Regions from separate parts of the Mus musculus genome. Here region 1 is linked to region 2. The links are chromatin contacts, called in public HiChIP or PLAC-seq maps. All regions are on one chromosome and are shown on one strand. The core of a region is the stretch at or near the end of the contact, and the rest is flanking DNA. Distances in the headings are between cores, read along the strand shown. Region 1 has its middle 32 kb from the start of 4933404K13Rik. Region 2 overlaps 1700027J07Rik (RIKEN cDNA 1700027J07 gene).

Region 1 (6,995 bases), core at 3,904-6,403, 100 kb before region 2:
CAAGAAGGTGGACTCCAGAAAATCAAATAACCCCATTAAAAAAATGGGGCTCAGAGCTGAACAAAGAATTCTCACCTGAGGAATACCGAATGGTAGAGAAGCACCTGAAAAAATGTTCAACATCCTTAATCATCAGGGATATGCAAATCAAAACAACCCTGAGATTCCACCTCACACCAGTCAGAATGGCTAAGATCAAAAATGCAGGTGACAGCAGATGGTGTCGAGGATGTGGAGAAAGAGGAACACTGATAAGTGGATATTAGCCCAGATACTTAGGATACCCAAGATATAAGATACAATTTGCTAAACACATGAAACTCAAGAAGACCGAAGACCAAAGTGTGGACACTTTGCCCCTTCTTTGAATTGGGAACAAAACACCCATGGAAGGAGTTACAGAGACAAAGTTTGGAGCTGTGACGAAAGGATGGACCATCTAGAGACTGCCATATCCGGAGATCCATCCCATAATCAGCTTCCAAACGCTGACACCATTGCATACACTAGCAAGATTTTGCTGAAAGGACTCAGATATAGCTGTCTCTTGTGAGATTATGCTGGGGCCTAGCAAACAGAAGTGGATGCTCACAGTCAGCTATTGGATGGATCACAGGGCCCCCAATGGAGGAGCTAGAGAAAGTACCCAAGGAGCTAAAGGGATCTGCAACCCTATAGGTGGAACCACATTATGAACTAACCAGTACCCCGGAGCTCTTGACTCTAGCTGCATATGTATCAAAAGATGGCCTAGTCGGCCATCACTGGAAAGAGAGGCCCATTGGTTTTGCAAACTTTATATGCAAGTACAGGGGAACGCCAGGGCCAAAAAGTGGGAATGGGTGGGTAGGGGAGTAGGGGGAGGGTATGGGGGACTTTTGGGATAGCATTGGAAATGTAAATGAGGAAAATACCTAATAAAAAATATTTTTTAAAAAAATAACTAGAAAAAATCTATAGGTGCTAATATCAGGTTTTGTTGTAATAAACTTGTGGAGAGGGTTAGAGTTTAGCTAGCTCTAATTAATTAATTTACTTAATAAGTGTTTCCCAACAGATATAATGGTGACCTGACACGAGCATAGTTAGTACCTGCTAAAAAATAATTTTCCACTGTTTTAGAAAATCAGACTGGGTACTTTGGCATGCAGCTATAATCCAGCGCTTGGGAGGTAGAGACAGGAAGATCATCAAGTCAGCCTAGGCTACATAACAAGTTGGAAGTCAGCCTGTACTATTTGAAACCCTGTCTCACAAAACAAAGCAAAACCAGAGACAGACAGACAGAGAGACAGACAGAGAGACAGACACACACATACACACACACACACACACAGAGAGAGAGAGAGAGAGAGAGAGAGAGAGAGAGAGAGAGAGAAGAGAGAGAGAGAGAGAGAGAGAATGTGGCCTATAGAGATTCTACAATGTAAAACTAAAGGTGAGCAAGATGCTGAAGAACAGAAAACGTCTAGTGAGTAGTCGTCTCTTAGTATACATGGGTTTTATAGCTATGCTCTAGTCAACCATGGCTGCACATTTTACAAAAAGTAATTGCTCCAGTACTGAACTGGCACAGACGTCTCTTGTCATCATTCTATAAATATATCTGTGTATGTAACATTCGCATTGTATCAGACACAGAAAGTAATCTAGAGGGGAATTCAAGTTTACAAGGGTGTGTGTAGAGGTCAGTTATACACACTAAGTCATTTCATATATGGGACTTGAGCATGGTTTTAGCCTTTGCAGAGGTCTGAAGCTAACTCTCATAGATTCCAAGGGACAGCTCTAGGTGGTCCCATTGGCAGCTAACACTGAAACTCCTGGGAGCCTGCCCCCCCCCCACCTTTTTTTTCCTTAGGAGCAACACCAGTCTTGTTTTGAAGTGTCTAACATTAAACTCCAGCACAAATCATATCACATCTGCCAACAGGGAGGGAATGTCTGCTTCATTGACGTTCTGTGACCTTTCAAGCAATTTGGATCTTTTAAAAGGCAGCGAGCGTTTGATTTTCGGGATATTAATATGATGTTCTTAAAACCTGAAGGAATTATTCTAGGTCAAGCTTACTATCTGCCAAAGAAGACCCTAGAAAACCCTTGTGTGCAAAAATATAGCTGCCAAGTGATTAGATTTAACCTTTAAATAATCTGTGCTTTCTTCCCTTTCTTATTGCTTTGATTGGTTCTTTGGGAATTTTGTACAGTGAGTTTTCATTACTTTCACCTTCCCCCACTTCCATTCTCACCCAACCTTATGCTCCCTCCCCCAATCTAGGCCAAGTTGTGCTTGGCTGTGGATAATCTACCAGGGGATGCACTTTTTCACTGTTATTGTTTGTTTGTTTGTTTTCCTTTTTTATTATTAGGTGTTTTCTTCATTTACATTTCCAATGCTATCCCAAAAATCCCCCGTGCCCATCCCCCCACTCCCCCCTCCCCACTTCTTGACCCTGGCTTTCCCCTGTACTTAGGCATATAAAGTTTGCAAGACCAATGGGCCTCTCTTTCCACTGATAGCCCACTAGGCCATCTTTTGATACATATGCAGCTAGAGACACGAGCTCCCGGGGTACTGGTTAGTTCATATTGTTGTTCCACCTATAGGGTTGCAGATCCCTTTAGCTCCTTGGGTACTTTCTCTAGCTCCTCCATTGGGGGCCCTGTGTTCCATCCAATAGCTGACTGTGAGCATCCACTTCTGTGTTTGCTAGGCCCCAGCATAGTCTCACAAGAGACAGCTATATCAGGGTCCTTTCAGCAAAATCTTGCTAGTGTATGCAATGGTGTCAGCGTTTGGAGGCTGATTATGGGATAGATCCCCGGGTATAGCAGTCTCTAGATGGTCCATCCTTTTGTCTCAGCTCCAAACTTTGTCTCTGTAACTCCTACCATGGGTGTTTTGTTCCCAATTCAAAGAAGGGGCAAAGTGTCCACACTTTGGTCTTCATTCTTCTTGAGTTTCATGTGTTTTGCAAATTGTATCTTATATCTTGGGTATTCTAAGTTTCTGGGCTAATATCCACTTATCAGTGAGTACATATCAGGTGAGTTCTTTTGTGATTGGGTTACCTCACTCAGGATGATGCCCTCTAGGTCCAACCATTTGCCTAGGAATTTCATAAATTCATTCTTTTTAATAGCTGAGTAGTACTCCATTGTGTAAATGTACCACATTTTCTGTATCCATTCCTCTGTTGAGGGGCATCTGGGTTCTTTCCAGCTTCTGGCTATTATAAATAAGGCTGCTAAGAACATAGTGGAGCATGTGCCCTTCTTACCAGTTGGAACATCTTCTGGATATACCAACAGCCATGTTGGAGTCTATGGCCCTGCTTCAGGCAGAGGCCATGTTGATGTGAAGTGGGAATTTCTGATTTCTTTGGAGGCTCAGTTGTGTCATGTGATGTTTTTCTGGAAACGGTCTTATGGAGAGGATGTTTTACTAAAGCAGACACATGAGAGGATGTTTCGCTGAGAACAACCACACACATAAGGTGTTTTTCTGGAAGCTGCCTAATGAAGGGCATGTGATGGTTTGCTGGTGCCGATGCTTGAGAGGGCACATGATGTTTGGAAAGAGTTTGATTAAAACCCAACACGCAGTGGACAATTCTCTTGCATTGGTTCCCCTTGCTTTCTTTGCTGATCGCCTGTAATGATTTAATGGAGAGAAATTCACCAAAGAACTTCTGGTGGTATTCTGGTCGCTTCCACAGTCTCAAAGTGCCAATGAGCAGATCCTCACAGTTTCTTCTGGATCGAGCAGCTACTACTGATTCATGTTTGGTGTTTTACTAGTGGACTGGACTTCTGACAACAAAAATTTTAAAAATAGTTCTGACAAAGAACTATTTCTAAACAGGTCCACAGCCTTGTTTCCTATTACCCTTTCTTTTCCCTACCTCTGGTGGGTGGTGGGCTAGAAGGGAGATCGAAGCATTTTCAAAAACATAAAGTAGGGGTCACCTTGGGCGCTGAGTCGTCAGACACCCCCAAGGTCCCCTAGAGGTCTCTCCACACGATCTTGGGACCACCAGTGAGTGGAACACAACTTCTATCCCAATCCAATCGCATGGGACCTGAGACAGCATTAGGGAAGCAGAAAAGCCAGCCTGGCCAGGGTCACAAATCCCTCCCGATCTCAGAAGACTGTTATTGTTTTTTTGAGGCAAGGTCTCGCTACATAGCTCTGCCTGTCCTGGAACCCATTCATAAACAAGGCTGGCCTTGAACTAACACCTGCTCCTGCCTCCTGAAGGGCTACACTCTTGTAGAAAACTGACCCTTCCCTTTCAGCAGCTAGCAGTTGGCAATAGTTCCTCGGCTAGGGGTGGAACTTCATGCCCATCTCCCTTCTCGTGCTGGATTTGATCTGGCTTGGGCTCGTACAGCCTTGTGTATGCTGTCGGTAGCCACCGTGAGCACATGTGTGCTGTTCTGCTGTGTCCAGGGACACTGTTCCCTTGTTATCACCCCACCACCTCTGGCTCTTAGCAATTTTCCCATTCCCTCTTCCACAATGACCCTGCGCCTCTGGAGGGGGGAGTGGTATACATGTTCCTTGTAGGGCTGAGCTTTCTACAGTCTCTTATCTTCTGCACTGTTAGCCAGTTGTGGGACTCTGTTGATCATTATGATGTTTTAGTACTATGCCAATTTCTCAGAATAATAGTTGAGTGACCCTAACAGGCCCAACCACGGCAAACATGGCCTCCCCTCCTCTCTCCTTGCTAAACCACTAGACTTCCTTATCTAGCCACTTCCTCATTCCTGAAACTGGCCACCAAGACCTGGCTCCTTATCTGGTTACTTCCTCATTCCTGAGGCTGACCACCAAGGTCCAGCTATCAAACTTCCCTGTCTGGCTACATTAACTAACATGTCCACTCAGGACTTACCAACTCATCCTAGCACGGACTTCTTTCTCTTTTTTTCTCCTTAAAAGCCACCCCTGCCAAGTCACCTGCCGCTGTTTCTGTCTGATTCAGATTCAGCCATTGTAGCTCCATCTTGCTTGACAAAGGATCTCTTTGTGTTGAAAACTGGTGTTTGGGCATGATCTGTGCTCCGCGGTCCAGAAGACAGCACTCCTTGATGCGGGGAGGGGTAGGGGGATGTTCAATAGTAATAGGTTCTCTCTATGGCCTATGATCTGTCTGACCACAGGTTCTCAGCCTGATAATAGGCCAGGTATGAGCTCCTCTTTGTGGAGCAAGCCTGAGAGAGTGGTTGGTTACACCCGTGACATCATTAGTGGGCGTGTCTTGTTCAGTCCGATGTTACCGTAGCTCACAGGCTTTACAGCTGGGTATGCTTTCTTTTCTCCTCTGGATAGCCTATAGAAATGAAATTTCTAAGTGTATACCACCTTGATTTCAATAAGATCTGTGATGCAAGTATGTGCTGTCTCCAGCAGCGGTCTTACCATCGGGTTCTAGAGAATGACAAGCAGCACTGGCTATTGCCTGTGATGTCTGGAACCGCACTGGCCAGCAACCCCAAAATAATAATAATAATAATAATAATAATAATAATAATAATAATAATAAATTTTTTGAAGAGCCACTGCCATTTTTATTTGTTAGCCTCTCGTGTCTTGGGTGTACATTGTTGCTCTGCTATAGGAGAAATCTACCTTTCCTATCTTTACTAAATGCATGTATGCAGTTGTACTTTAGGAAGTTTCTACAGATGTAGCTCTCATTGCAACCTGTTGACAGATAGTGAGTGTTATTTATCCCTTCCCAGTTCCCTCTTTCATTCTTCCCTCTTCTCCCCACCCCAATTTATCCCTTCTTGTTCTACAATTCTCTTTTAAACTTTTACACCCGCAGTCTCTGTTTCCTCTGCTGAAAGCCCCTCTCCATGACCTCTTAGTAGTTTCCTGACCTCTGTGGTATTCCAAATGAAACAAACATATCTAAAGAGTCAAAGCTAACATCTACAAATGAGAGAACGCATGCAGCATTTGTCTTTCTGAGCCTGAGTTTACCTTCACTCGCCATATCTGTTTTTAGCTCCGTTTATTTCCCTGCAAATTTCATAATTTAATTTAATATTTTTGAGATGTATCTATTATGTGTTTGAGTGTTTGCCTACACGTATGTGCACTTGTACATATTGTGCCCATGGGGGCCAGAAAAAGGTACTGGACTCCCAAGAACTGGAGTTATACTTGTGAGCTGCCACATGGATGCTGGAAATTTAACCTGTGTCTTCTGGAAGAGCAGCCAATACTCTTAAGTTCTGAGCCATCTCTTCAGCCCCATTTTCATTTTTTGATATCGTAGTAATATTCCATCATATAAATGTACCACATTTTCATCCTCCATCTATCCAACAGTGAATGGACACCTCGGCAGTTTGCACTTCCTGGCTATTATGAACAGAGCAGCAATGGGCACAAACAAGCAAGTGTCTGTAGTAAGATATCAAGAGCATTGAGTAGTATAGTATAGTACAGTACAGTATAAGATAGTATAGACCAGGAACTCGATAACTGAATCATGAGGTAGGTCTCTGTTTAGCTTTTGAGGAGCCACCACACTGATTTTCATGGCAGCTGCACCAGTTTGCATGCCCACTAGCAATGAATAAGAATCTCCTTTCCCCATATCATGCCAATATTTACTGTTTGCTTGTTTTTAATCTTAAGATATTTTGATTGGGAAAAGATGAATACTCAAGACAGTTTTAATGTGCATTTCCTTGATGGCTATGGATAATGAACCTAAAAATCATCTCATTTATTTTTCATATTTTGAGAACTCTGTTTAGTTCCATGCTCCATTTTTATTCTATTGCTTGTCTTTTTATGCTTAATTATTTTATCTCTTTATATATTTTAGATAATAACCTTATGTCTAGTGGATAATTGGTTTAAAAAAATTCCATTCTGTGAACTTTCTCTTTGTTAGTGTGATGGTGTCCTTTTCTATATAGAAACTTTTTAGTTTCATGAGGTACCACTTATTAATTGTTGATCTATATGC
Region 2 (6,982 bases), core at 915-3,414:
CTAAACAAAGAAAGAATATTAAAAGCAGTAAGGGAAAAAGGTCAAGTAACATATAAGGCCAACCTATCAGAATTACACCAGGCTTCTCCCCAGAGACTATGAAAGCTAGAAGATCCTGGGCAGATCTCATATAGAACCTAAGAGAACACAAATGCCAGCCCAGACTACTATACCCAGCAAAACTCTCAATTATCATAGAGGGAGAAACCAAGATATTCCATGACAAAACCAAATTTACACAATATCTTTCCACAAATCCAGCCCTACAAAGGATAATAGATGGAAAACATCAACACAAGGAGGGAAACTACACCCTAGAAGAAGCAAGAAAGTAATCTTTCAACAAACCCACACAAACATAATTCCACCTCTAACAAGAAAATTAACAGGAAGTAACAATCACTTTTTCTTAATATCGCTTAATATGAAAATTAATATTACCAACATATCCTAATTGATTGAAATTCAAAAATATGAGGAATTAGAAATTTGTCGGTTGTTATCCCATGGTCTCTCTAATTTGGTAATGGGAGAAATAGGTCCAATATTGTACAATCCATATACACTTTCTGCTTGTTTGTATATGACAGGGTCTTGCTCTGTGCCACATAATGGTCTTGAAATCATGCTTCTCCTATCTCAGTCTCTCTATTTGTAGGATTGTTTATTTGATGTTTTAACTCTATATTATGGTTTTCAGAACAGCTTACATATTTCAAAATTGTTTATACAACCAAAAGAAATGTAGACATTTAATTTGGGAGGCGGCTTGTAAGAGAACAGTAAACAGTGAGACAGAAGGCTTTGCTTGATATTTACAATTATTGTATCAATTTTGAAGAAGAGGACTTTATAAGTTACTCTTACTCTGAGATGAATGCGTTTCAAAATCATCACAGCCAATGAACCAGAATCTTACCCTCACTTAATGTCTGTGCCACCCTCTAAGCAGAACCATTGTTCATTGAAACAGTTGATGAATGACTTCATAGGTAGACCATCTTAATACACACACCATTTCTTAAATGAATGTAACCTGTTCCCTGCAGGCTGAGAATGATGACAATCACACAAGTGAAATAGCTTTGACTGTAGCAGGAAATCTGTATCCAAAAATCATGCCTACAATTCATTCCTTGACCCAGCAGAACTGTCAACTCTTAGCTTAGCTACTATGGAGGTAAAATGTTTTGGTGATGTGAGGGACATTCAAGTACAGCCTTATTACAATGAACTTCAATATCCAAAAACTGTTCTTATTTTGTGTTTGTACCACAGTAAGAGCCAAGATTTTAAGCTCTACTAAAAACAAAATAAACAAAAAGACTTTATTTATGTTCATTTAATAAACTAATAGCGATATATTATTTTAAAATATCATACAGTTAATATATTTGGAGTTATTTGAAATTTATATTGAGAAAAATGTATGTATTTTCAGCATTGCTATAGACAAACATCTACATAAGACTGTTCAATTGATTGTTGTTTTATATCAAACAACTTTTATAATACTCATTTTTATTGTTACAATATTTTATAAATTTTAAAGAATATGATAAAAATGAAAGGTATTATAGGTTTTGAAGTGGGGAGCTCTCCAGGAGGAGTTGGGGTACAAAAGGGAAAGAAGAATGTGATGTAAATCTATCTACTCAAAATATGGTTTTAAATGTTAACAAGTTCAAATAAATTGAAATTATATATCTTTTCTCATCATAATGCAATAAAACTTAAATCAAAGGGGAAAAAAAAGGAGAAGAAACTTTAGTTTGCTATGTTATATCTATCAGTCTGTGGTCACTTGGTTGGTGCTGTTGCTTTGGGCCTATACTGGCATGGTAGACCATGGTGTAGGCATTCAGGGAAAGCCTTCTGTCCTCATGGTGGTCAGGAGAAGAGAAGAGGAGAAGGAGGAGGAGAAGGAGGCGGAGGGGGAGAGCTGGTGGCCAAAGTCTCAAGGGTACATTCTCCTCAACCTAATATCCCCCCATTACTAAATTCCATCTCTTACAGAGTCTACTGCCTCCCAATAGCTGAGCAAGCTACTGGCCTAATCCTTAACCGTGCAGACCATTAGGGAACATTCTAGATCCAGAATATAGCCACAATTAAATGCAGACTAATGTACCCCAATGCCGTATGAGAGACACTTCTGTGCAGAGCTTCACTATCTGGACACTTCCTCTTTCTTATCCTACAGTTTCAAGGTTAACCTTTTCTTAGGAGTATCTAGAAAAGCATATCGAGAGAACTCTTGCTGTACAGGCACAGGAACCTGTGCTTGGATCCCCAGCATCCACAGGAAAGATGCCTGCAAGCCTAGTGTTGAAGGGAGACAGGCAGACAGTGACAGGCAGACAAGGAGGGGTCAGCTTTGCTTTGGTCTGGGGAGGTGAGGCAATGAAAACCCAGGCTGGCTAAAGAGGAAACAGAGCAGCAGCTGTCATGGTTCACATCCCTGGCAGCCGGCCATGGGCTCTACAAACATAGAAGAGACCTTTCACTAGGCAAGGCACCAGCAAAGGGCTGGCCTAAGGGACTTGGACAATGCCTCACAGAAAGCTTCATCACAGCAGGGGGCCCAGAAGGCAGCCAAGCATCCTCAAGTGGCTAGCCTTCTAGACAATGAAGAGCCCAAGGAACTGAGGTTGGGCTGAGAGAAGGGGGCTCTGTGGGCTTGGTGACTGGAAGCCATGGGGTGACTGGGGTCAGGAGTAGCAGACGCTGGCAAATCACTGTGAAGACATGACAGAACATGATAAGTTGGTAAGCAGATGAGAGTTGAGAGCCAAAAGCTCTGTCTCCCAAGGCCTTGGTACTGCTGTGCCCATTATCCACCCATAGGGACCAAGATGAACCCCCCAGAGAGACAATCAGAGAGAGAGGAAAATACAGAAATTCAGTTTGGGGTTGTTAGTTTGTTTTGTTGTTCATTTTGTTTTGTTTGTTTTTTTGTCATCTGAGACTAGGTTTCACCATGTAGCCTTGGCTAGCCTAGAGCTTGCTACGTAGACCAGGGTGGCCTCAAATATATAGAAATCTGCCCGTTTGCCCCTGCCCCTGCCCCTGCCCCTGCCCCTGCCCCTGCCTCTCTGCCTCCCTGCCTCTCTGCCTCCCAAGCTCTGGGATTTAAATGTATGTGCTGCCATGCTCATTTCGGGAAAGTGTAAGTGCTAAGACAAACATTACATTGAACTGATAGGTATCTCGTGGTAATAAATGATTGTAGTTTATTTTACCTGAGATAATATGTACAGTATTATATACATTCCATATCTATTATGAAATGTTTAGCTTCTGAAGACTGGATTTAAATATTTCAAAAGGAAAAAAAATCTGAGGATTCTTGGTGTGCTACACCAGTAAACACGATGTAGCACACTCGGGCAGATAAGAAATTGAAACTTAACAACATCAAGTTTTGCTTCCCTCGAAGAGAGTGAGAGGCAGGCAGCTGAGGACTGCTGGGTGACCCCTGGCTCGGAACGTGATCCGAGATTCTAAGAGTGTTCCGGAACAACCCTCCTGAGATCACAGCCCTGCTTCTAGGGCTCTTCTGGATCACCAAAGCTGAACCACTAACAGAGAACTTCCCAGGGTGACCCCATGACCATACAGGAAATGCATAACACACCAACAGTGGCCTGGAGCCTGATCGCTGCTCTGTGTCAGACAGAGCGACCAGCCTTTGTGCGATGGACCTGAGACCTTCTCAGTGTGTCGGAAGAAACAGTGGAGCTTTCCTATGCCCTGCCCTCTTTATAGATAAAAAGACTTCTGAGACGGGCATGGTGATACTGTTGCCAGAAGTTTTAGTCTTTGAGCCTTTGCAGTTCTAACAAGCTAGGCTGTTCACCATACACCAACTAAATACACAAGTGACATTAATTGAAAACAGGGAAGGGGGGAGAGCGTTGCTCAATATGGGCACATGGGGGAGAGGAATAAATACCGAGGCCCAGGGACCCCTGCATCCATCTTCAGATGCGCCGGCATAGCTTAGTTTCCAAAGAGGACAGCAAGCGTGCACAGCTCAGCAGCCCAAAATCAGCTGTGGTTCCCCAATCCCTGACCCACGGTTATCTTGATGGGTCCCTCCTGCAAAGCAGTCTGCTAACCATGCAGAACTGTGTGAAAGTTATCCCTGGAAACCAAGCTTGTCTCCTGACAGGCACCTGGCTTCAGCCTTTTCTTCCCCAGAATGGTTTCTGGGGAAATTGCAATTCCTTGGGGATCCTTGCTTGAGTATCTGGTAGGCAAATGTTTCTATCGAGATGCTTACAGTATGTATATAGCTATGACAGAGGCAAGAGGATTGGGATCCTAGACACATGGTAGAAATCCAATCTCAATCAATCAATCAATCAATCAATCAATAATCCAATCTCAATAAATAAATAAATAAATAAATAAATAAATAAATAAATAAATAAATAAATGATTTTTAAAAAATCCTCTAAGGAAAAGCAGATTCTGCTCCCAAAATGCTACATTCCATTCTTGGTCCAGCAGGAGCTTTCTGTAACTCCCAGTCGGCATAGCACTAGCAATCCTCTCTCACTTAGTCTCTGAAAGCTATAGCCAACCTAGAGGTAGGCAGTTCTGCTCTGAGGGCCTCATGGTGCTGTCAGTTGGTACTTCTGTGTGACCCTGTTCTACTTGCTAAAGGACTCTGTCCCATCCTGGCCTCTGGGCATTGGATCTAAGCAAGTCTCCAACCAAGCCTTCTCCTAATTTGCAGACTTGCCACAAGCCTCTTTGAACTACCTTCTTGTGGTATGCACAAATTTTGGCCACATCGTTCGTAGCGTTTGTCTCAGTATTAGTTCAACTGGTGGCTCTGTGCCCTACTCTCTGTACCACTTGGCCATTTGTTATTCTGGTGTTCCATTGCCAAGGGGAATAGGAAACTGCAGAAGACTCACAATCAGCCCAGTACTCTGCATGGCAAGCCCTGTGTTGATCTCCCAGTACTGAGTTGGGGTACAAGGCTACATCCCCAGGCTATGATTCCCGGGATCACAAGGCAGGAGTGGTTTCTACATTTATAAATGACTGAGAAGAAATAAAATTAAAATAATCTGGGGGGCACACAAAAAGTAAAGGATTGAAGAGATAGCTTAACAGTTAAGAGCACTGACCACTCTTACACAGGACCAGGTTCAGTTCCCAGCACCAGGTGGCAGCTCACCACTGTCCCTTGGATCTGACTCCCTCTTCTAGCCTCTGCAGGCATTGCAGCAGTCATACATGCGGGCAAACTCTCAAATGTATCAAATAAAATATTTCTTTTTTGTAAAGTTCAATTTTCCGTGTCCATAAGGGTCTGTGAGAACATAGTCGTATGTGTTCCTTTGACTGCTCTTAATGCTTCTATGGTTCCAAGAGACTTGAAGCCTACAAAACTGAAAATTTTTATTGTCTTGCCTTCTGCAGTAAAAAGTTGTTGACTAACCTCTGACCCAGGTTAAGCCCTCCCTGGCCCGATGGGTCTGTGTCTCAAAGGTGCACAGAATAGTGGGGGAGAGTAACTGGAGCAACTTCTACCAGGAGCCAAGCATTCTGCAGAGTTGGGCCGTTGGTTTTCAACTCTTATCTAACTCAGTCTCCTTGGCTTCTCTTTTCTCTAGACCTGGAACTGTTTTCTTCTTTCTTGTGACTACTTGTCCAGAGCTTTGAAATTTAACACTCAGTTAGGAATGCATATATATTCCTACATGTACCTACATAACAACAATTAATGGAGAGACTATGAATTTGAAAAATAGCAAGGGGTAGGTTTATAGGAGGGCTTGAAGAAAAGGAAGGGGGAAATTATGTAGTTATGATTATTTCACGACATAGAAGAAAAAATTTAAACTCCTTTAAAAATAATCCCCTCATGGCTTTGCCATGACTCACTATTTGGTCCCAACTATCAATGTCCCTATCTCTGGGCATACTAGCAAATCTTTTTATTACTTGCTGAAATTTCCCAGAAAGAAATGGAACTAACCGTCTTTTGCATCTAAGTCTGTTGGGTTATGAGTTAAGCAAATGACTGACTTCTGAACGGGCAGGGTCACAAAGGGCAGAGTATATCCCGAAGCTGTCCTTTGGGCTTCCCCTAGTAGGGTGTGGAAATGGCAGGAAATGAGAATAATTTGCTTACTATGCAAAGATGCATGTAAAATTAATACTATGCATAAATTCACTGGTCAAGCTTGAGAGCAAAGATGGGAGGAAAAAAAGAGAAAGAGCCCATGAACCCATGAATAGTAAGTAGCATTAGAGTTAAGAGAGCCAGGGCTGCTGCTGTAGCTTGCTGGTGAAACACTTGGCTAGATTGAGTTCCTAGTTCCAACCTCCATTATTGCCTCCACCTGCTCACCAGGAAGGAAGGAAGGAAGGAAGGAAGGAAGGAAGGAAGGAAGGAAGGAAGGAAAGAGTCAAGGGAAGCTGTTGTTAGCAGGACTGTTTTTTGCAGCGGTAGCCAGGAAGGCAATATGGCTACAGAAGTCAGCAGCAGTAGGCTACGTGTTATATCCAGGGGTTTCATGGAAGCCAGACAAGCAGGAAAACAGGTGGTGCATACGTAATATACCAAGAATCAGGCAGTACGTGTCTCCTCCCTGGGAAATATGTTAGAGACCTACAAAGCAGAGCAATTATAGCTAGTCAAGTTCTCCAAATTGAAGAGAAAACACTAATACCAGTGGGGAACTAAAGGACCAAAATGGGGTGGGGGTGGGGGTAAGAAGAGAGAGAGAGAGAGAGAGAGAGAGAGAATGAATGAGAATTCTAGGGACAACATCAACGTCAGCAGAAAGAGTCAGGAGCAGTAAACCAACAGTGGTACAGACATCTTGAGACTGCCCCGCCCACAACATGCTTCTCACCTGAGCACTATGGGAAAGTCAGTAGTGCAGGACACCCACGCCCAGTTAAGAGATGGGAAGAGAGCGCCAGAGAGAGCACTTGCAGATGACTCCAGTTGACC

What was found. HiChIP or PLAC-seq counts read pairs in DNA pulled down with a chosen protein or histone mark.
Region 1: a contact with region 2 is called in an H3K27ac HiChIP or PLAC-seq map of microglia, with 3 times the contacts expected there. The contact joins two enhancer-like sites. A contact is called at or near these places in 2 of 484 Hi-C or Micro-C datasets (granulocyte-monocyte progenitors and nephron progenitors) and 4 of 115 datasets of contacts at active chromatin or transcription factors (the HPC-7 cell line, the SCID.adh cell line, microglia and 1 more).

Annotation. Positions count from the first base shown.
Region 1 is chr10:43,854,354-43,861,348 of GRCm38.p6, reverse strand. No RefSeq gene overlaps it. Among named protein-coding and RNA genes, the nearest start is that of 4933404K13Rik, 32 kb to the right of the region's middle. Within about 2 kb of position 5,153, at least 63 of the 459 cell types and tissues checked have an H3K27ac peak or open chromatin away from gene starts, as enhancers often do. A contact at or near this core is called in the HPC-7 cell line, granulocyte-monocyte progenitors and microglia, where this site is marked.
Region 2 is chr10:43,747,678-43,754,659 of GRCm38.p6, reverse strand. The region is part of intron 1 of 1700027J07Rik (RIKEN cDNA 1700027J07 gene); the gene reads right to left. Among named protein-coding and RNA genes, the nearest start is that of 1700027J07Rik, 5.0 kb to the right of the region's middle. Within about 2 kb of position 2,164, at least 105 of the 459 cell types and tissues checked have an H3K27ac peak or open chromatin away from gene starts, as enhancers often do. A contact at or near this core is called in the HPC-7 cell line, granulocyte-monocyte progenitors and microglia, where this site is marked.